2 separate regions of the Drosophila melanogaster genome follow, and region 2 is linked to region 1. Evidence: chromatin contacts called from public HiCAR-type data. All regions are on one chromosome and are shown on one strand. The core of a region is the stretch at or near the end of the contact, and the rest is flanking DNA. Distances in the headings are between cores, read along the strand shown.

Region 1 (3,490 bases), core at 492-2,991:
AAATCTATGGTAGTCATACGTGGCGTCGGGAAAATGTATGGTTGGCTAAGGAATGGAAATGAGTTACGCTTAGCGCACACGTTAAGTTATGAAAATTATAAACAAATTAGCCACGCGGTCTGGATTATGATTATGCGGTGTGGCATTGTTGGCCCTGCATAAATTAGTGCCATCAAGTGCGCCAAGTTCGCAACACTTCAAAGTTACGAGAGTCAGCACCCCACTCAGCCAACTAACTATACGTAACTATGTACATACATACATATCTACACACCTCCCACACTAATTCACACCAACAAGCCGCAGCATCCAACCTAATTTGTAATCTGTGCCAAATCTGCTTGTAATATGTTTAAAATAATTGGAGCGATGGGCATTAACGGTGGCAGCAAAGCGTTATAATAGGGCTTATTAGGGTTACTCCCGACAATGGGCGCTAGGGGGTGTGGCAGCTGCCAAAAAGGGAGTGGCTAAATCCACCATGGCAGCAGATTAGCATAACAAAAGTAAATGACGACTGCTAAATGTGTCAATTTTGCGACACGACATCGCTGCAAAGGAATCTCGAAAATGGAATTGGGGACAAAAATAAAGAAAAGTGACGGGATATAAAATTTAAAGGAAGATACAGTGTTTAAAGGGATATTTTCACTAGATTTTTGGTTAAGAAATGTTGTATCTTATATGTTAAACTTTTGCATATTTTTAATAAATTTGATAGAAAGCAATTACCCATTTACCCCATCCGCATTTGAACTAATAGAAGACATTTTCCATTAATACGTCTTAAAACAATTTAGAAATAGAGTATTTTCTTATCATAGTTTGTTCAATGCCATTTAAATTCTAGACATATTTCTTCACATCCCTGCCACAAAACTAGCGATTCATTAGACATTCAACAAATGTGTGCTGCTACTTGCAAAACATTGCGATATATTTTAACAGCTTAAAATGTCGTGCTAGCTAAATCCGCAGCTCGAATTTATGAATTTTATGCGTGTTTATCAGCATAACATGCCGCTGGGCTCGGCTCAGAGTTTCCCAGTGCTCCCCAATGGGGAGGGGGTGGGGGTAAGGCAGAACCCTAGCAATTCCCCAGAGCGAATTCAAAACACAAAAGCTCAATGGACATGTAGCCCTGTCGAGATAACATACACAACCCAGCCAGTCAGCCATTCAGCCATTCAGCCATTCAGGCAGTAGTCATCCAGTCAGCCAGTCGCATAGATACAACAGAAATTGCGACATGTATGCATGGGAAACAAATGAAATTCTCGAAACAGTAGCTGAAGCTCAAAAGCGAAACGCAACGAAACTTAACCAAACGAGGCGTGAAAATCGCCAACAAATCATACAAAAAAAAAAACCAAGAAAGAAATGACAACTCGACACGTGAGATACCGTGTAATCAGGATTTTAAAACTATTTAAGATTTGCTACATATTTAATAAAAAAAGAAAGTTATAATGAAATAGTTCTTAGAATATTGAATTGTTAATTCAATTTTTATTTTATATTTAAAATATAAAATATTTATTTATTGTTTATACTATTAAACTCTTTTAAAAGTAAATATCTAATTGGGTTGCATAAATTGCACATAATTTAATATACCCGCTTAGCGCAAGGGTAATGGGTATAAAAAGCGCAACAAGAAAATTCTGTGTGCAGAATACACACGCTCACATATGCAAATCAAGCAAAACGTAAGAGGGTAGGTGGGTGGAAGGGGAGCTGGTCAGAGGGGGAGGGGGGGTGCTATGTTGGGGATGGGGAACGGTGACGAGAAATGATTCATGGCTGTGTTTATCAACAAACACGTTTCACGAGGCTCTCTCAGCTGCTAAGGAAGCCAAATGGGCACATGACAATAAATAAGCCAAAGTCAAGTCTGCTCTCCGTTTTAGTTGTAGTTGTGTTGGCAGAAAAACTTGATGAGTGGGGGGAGGGGGAGGGGGTAGAAGGACTTTGGGGCGGGGCCTTGGGCCGGGAAATTTGGCCGACAAACATAAACAAGTGCATGGAACTTGACACATGTTTCAAATGCCATTTTGTTGTGCCTTGCATGCAAGACCCCTGCTGAAACACAACAGAGGTTCACTCGATGAGTTAAAGAACTGTTCTCAAAAATGATTTTTAATATACATAATATTTATTTTTTTAACAATAACAATACAATGTTGCTGATATGGTTCTTAAATAATACTTCACCCTTCATAATATTTGCATTATTTATGAATCAAAATATATATTGCTGACTAAGCGGAGTTGCAAAAACCAAACGCCCCAATACTTTATCTTCCATCCTCGTATGCAGATATGTGTGTATGTACATAAATGAATTGCATAAGTGTATGTATCGAGATGCATATGTAGGGAGGCGCTAATCAAAAGCAGCTGGCGATGACGATATATAACAAACATGGAGGAAAACTGAAGCCTTCTCCTGCTGCGCTCGGGTGTGTTTAGGGTGGACCAAGTGAAGCTTAAAAAAAATTCATTGGAATATCCACAAAAAATGTAGGTTTAGAAAACTTAAAAGTATTATCGCACAAAACAGTTTATTCATATATGTATAATTAAAAACTAAGTCATTACAAAAAAAAAAAACACTTTTTTCAAGGTTAATAGCATTAACCCAAACTACACCACCCCACTGGATAATAATGCAACACACATCCACTACTTCAATATGCAAATAAGTTACCTGCTAGCAACTTTCCGCTCGCTTGCAGACGAAAAACGAATTTCGGCGAAAACTTTTTCAAGTTCAAATGTAGTTTGGTTCATCCCAATCGTGATGATGGTGCACATGTGTGCATTTGACACTCGTTTTTGGCCTCCTCAGTGTTTATGACTCATTTGGGCAAACGAGTTCTCCTACGCCCCACCCCGCTGCACAAAACTCCTCGCCCTTTTGGCCAACATAATGCTGTCGCAGTTGGGAGCCCGTTGGAGTCGGAGGAGTCGTCTTTGTGTTAGTTTCAAGTAATTTATATGAATTTTATATGCAATTGCATCAATCTCAATTATATTGTGCCCCCGAGTCCTGCCTTTTACCCATGCTGCTGCAGCAAAAGTATGTGTGTGTGACATGCAATATTAATTAAGGTTTTTATTTTGGTAAATGCTCTGAACCAGGGCAAACTTCAGGAAGTTCAACGCAACTCATTTGGGCTTGTTCTTGACGTCAATAACGAAAGATGTCGGTTCATAAATCTGTTTCTTTGTGCTGCACTGCATGGGTTCAATGTCCGAGGCAAATGATAAAATCAATTTAAAAGGACAATTTCGAGGCAGGAAAAGTAGTGGCAGTAGGTATGTAGGTTTCCTCTTGTATAAGGTCTGCATCTCAGGCTCATAAAAAGGTTAAGATGCTTATCCCTATCAATGTATAGAATGGCAGTCCGTAAATTCATCAATTAAAACGAGCCATGAGTGTACGAGGCATTCAAGTTGAACGCAATGGCGGGCAGATTGAACGACG
Region 2 (3,490 bases), core at 694-3,193, 71 kb before region 1:
GCTTTATGCCAGTTGCCTTGGAACTGGCCAAACAAAGCGCATTGAAAAATTGCCAGGAATATAGTAAGCGCCCAACGGCCGGACACTGCCGGCCAAAAGTATGCGCCCATGTCCGTGTGCTGACAGCTCCATAAGAGAGGATGTTATATTTCTGTTGCCAACAGTCGGATCGAATTATTCGGTCCACTTTAAGCCCACTTGAAGCTATTCAATCAGCCGACAACTCTTTCGAACTGTGGTCGTTCAATTCCGTGAGAAAGGGACACAAATTAGTGAGGGCAGGCAAGTGCCATCAATTAACTAGAATCCGGATCGATTATTTGCCGCTCCTACGCACATTCGCACATTGGCATGGATAACATTTAAACGAAGTAAACACTTAATGCGAATTTATGGCCGCCAAATGTCCAATTTGGAATTTAAGCGAGCTTGGCAATGAAGAATTTATGGTTTTTGGTCGCTATTGCGGTTAGAATTTTACATAGAAAATCGAACTGCAAAGTTCAATATAATTTTATGAAAGAATCGATTACCTAACAAAGGACACTTCTCAGGCTTTGATTTTGCTACACAATACAATACAATGCCTTAATTGCAATCATATATTAATATGAGTGGAACTGAGCATAAACTATGTATTTCCAAACATTTTGGCCACCATTTCAAAATTAGCACAATTTGCGCCGAGCTGCAAAAGTTTGTCAGCAGGAAAAAAAGGCAAACAAAAAGTTAATTAAAACAAAAATTACGGACAGTGGCCGGCGGTCGTTTGGTGGCGACTGTGCCGCAGCATTAGCAGTGCAGCCAAAAATGCAGCCGAAAAATCTGCGCGCCATCTAAAACAAAAATTAATTTTTGGGCCAGGGAAAGTTTTTATTTCCCTCCCATTGCTGTTGCTGTTGTTCTTGTTGTTGTTGTTGTTTGCTGGCCAGGCGAGAGTTTGCATTGTTTTGCATATTTTATACGGCGGAAGTGTATACGGCAAAGGCACTCGCCATCATGCCAACTACCCCAACCCAAAAAAAAAAAAAAAAAAGCGAAAAAAATGGTATGTGCAACACGCAAATTATGCAGGCGCATAAGACAAACTTTCTGTTTTGCGGATTCGACAACCGGCGGGATGAAAATTAATACGAAAGCCAAAAAACGGGGTTGCCCCCCCACCCACACAAACATCTAGTTCCTACGTATTTCTGAGATCCAAAACTGCATCGGCAACTGGAGCACCGCAGAGTAATTAAAAATACAGCCAATGGCCAGAGCAGAAAAACCCCGAGCAGCTTGTACTGAAGGAGATCATATCGGCCATGTTTGCAGCCCAGAAATCTGAGTCCCTTCAAAATTTGCATCTAGCATCCATCAAATAGATAAAATTGAAGAAATGTCTCAGCTTGCAGTTCTAATAAAAACTATTAAAAAAGAAAAGAAAATTAAACTAAAATGCATTAAAAAGGGTAAAAGCCAACATGACTATATTGAATTGATATTTTATTAAATGTGCTCTAAGCTCATTTCTTATTGCACTGCAGTTTTCAGTTTATAACGGTATAAAATTCTTAAGTGGCTAAGTAATAAGAAACAGACTTACTTTATTATTACTGTTTCTATATTGTTTTCTTTCGGTTCTAAGCGCTTAAAATAGCTTATATTGTCCCAGACTTTTTGAGATTCAGGCACACAGCAAATGGCTGCCGAATTGCAAACGCGATTTAAATGGGTAATGCCAGGACATGGCGATTGTTTTATAATGCAACGTCCCCACTTTCCACTTTTGCGCCTGCAAGCTTATTACAACGGTTAGCTTTATATTTACTATCCCAAGTCGTGTCCTTACTCACTAATATATCGAAGTTTACTTTCATGTGTATATGGTGTGAGCAGCAGAAGTAAGGCAAGAACGTAAAATATAGCGAAAAAAGTCATGATGTCTCACTTCACATGGAGATGTGATAAATCATATTAAAATCTTATATGCGTCAACGAGATGGCTGCATTTAAGATATTAATCAACTGTGTAATTAACTAATCAACAAAGCGCCTATTTCCAAGTCGACAAACCACAGATTTCATGCTTTAGTTATGCCTGTTTTTTGTCTTTTCGATATAATTCAAACTGGTTTCGACACTGTAGTGAAGATGCTGGAGAAAAAGCGAAATACTTTAAACAAAATCAACAAAACCCGGTATTGAGTTTGGGTTCGATTTGTTTTTTATTTTTTCCTGTCTGCCGGCAGTGGCGACAATCGAAAAAGGCAAAAACCAGCCCCCAGCTATTATTCGGATCCCCCATCACCTCCAACTCGCCCACATCCACATCGATCGATCTTGCTGACGCTGCGAGAGATCTTCTCAGTTTCTCGAGACGATCGGACGACGCACGACGCATTCCGCACTTTGGGTCTATTTTCGTGATTAATTTCGAAGAGCGGAGACGTATTCTAATAGGAACCCATGTTCCATTCTGTAACGTGAGTGCCATATAATCTGCAGAAATCAGTACGAATTCGTCCAGATACTCAACAATTTTACGCATACAGTATGAAAAGCCTTGGTGTTTTCCTACAAAAATAGGTCAAGTGCAGTGTTTGTGTAACATAGTGACCTAAAAAACGTTTAAATTCGTTTTCATGTGGATGAAAAGTGCTGAAAACTGACCGAAGAAAAACATATGCTAACAAAAAGTGCAGTTGGCGCAGTTTGAGAGCTACTGAAAGTGGCTGCCAAAACAGTTTTAGAATTACTCTGTAAGTAATTGTGGTTCATTACTTAGTTTTAGACCAACTACACGAAAAATATATAAAAATAAAAATAAATACATTTTACAACAATATTTTATATTTTAATTTAATACATAAATTAATACATAATTTAACATAATACATAATAATAATGTTAAGTCCTTTAAGACATTTGAATATTTCATTAATCGAGCAAAGTAAAAATAAACAAAATTATATCAATATTATTAAAGAATGCATGTTATTATAAATTCAATAAATAAAACACGTTACAATTAAGTTTTTACCAATCACAAGTAAACACACTTTCTACATGTAGATATGATAACATACATCGAACGCGCGTAAAATTTATGTTGGTACCTTTTTATCAACAATTGTTTGGTGAGCTTTGATTTCACATTCATATATAAGTAGATACAAATGAATAATGAACATCTTTTTTTTTAAATAATATAAATATAAATATTATTTAATAAATGAGCTCAATACTTATTATTCGATTAAGTCATTTACAATATCTTACATTGCTTCCTGTCGATGTAAAATTACATATTTCTACTTGTCTGGCAGCCCTGAAATACATATAACAGATATAATAGCTCACATTACAAAAAAATTGCTTACAAAATTTAAAAAAGCATAGAATTAGTTTGCCAAATTCTTTTACTATTCTGCTTTTAGAAATAAAAATTTATTGACTAACCTTCAAAATAATTAATTAGAAATGTATATTTTGTTCTGGTATTTTT

The links. HiCAR-type assays count read pairs that join an accessible place to other places.
Region 2: a contact with region 1 is called in a HiCAR-type map of the S2 cell line, with 2.5 times the contacts expected there. The contact joins the promoter of lncRNA:CR44726 here to the enhancer-like site in region 1. A contact is called at or near these places in 3 of 107 Hi-C or Micro-C datasets (the Kc167 cell line, the S2 cell line and embryo) and 2 of 6 datasets of contacts at active chromatin or transcription factors (the Kc167 cell line and the S2 cell line).

The regions. Positions count from the first base shown.
Region 1 is chr2L:13,570,287-13,573,776 of dm6, reverse strand. The region is part of intron 3 of kuz (kuzbanian); the gene reads right to left. Among named protein-coding and RNA genes, the nearest start is that of lncRNA:CR44973, 11 kb to the left of the region's middle. Within about 2 kb of position 1,741, at least 32 of the 39 cell types and tissues checked have an H3K27ac peak or open chromatin away from gene starts, as enhancers often do. A contact at or near this core is called in the Kc167 cell line and the S2 cell line, where this site is marked.
Region 2 is chr2L:13,641,274-13,644,763 of dm6, reverse strand. lncRNA:CR44726 (long non-coding RNA:CR44726) reads right to left here and starts at 1,943. Exons shown (of 2, transcript NR_124238.1): 1 at 1,857-1,943; 2 at 1,534-1,777. It overlaps ics (icarus), which reads left to right and starts at 2,162. Exons shown (of 4, transcript NM_001298974.1): 1 at 2,162-2,744.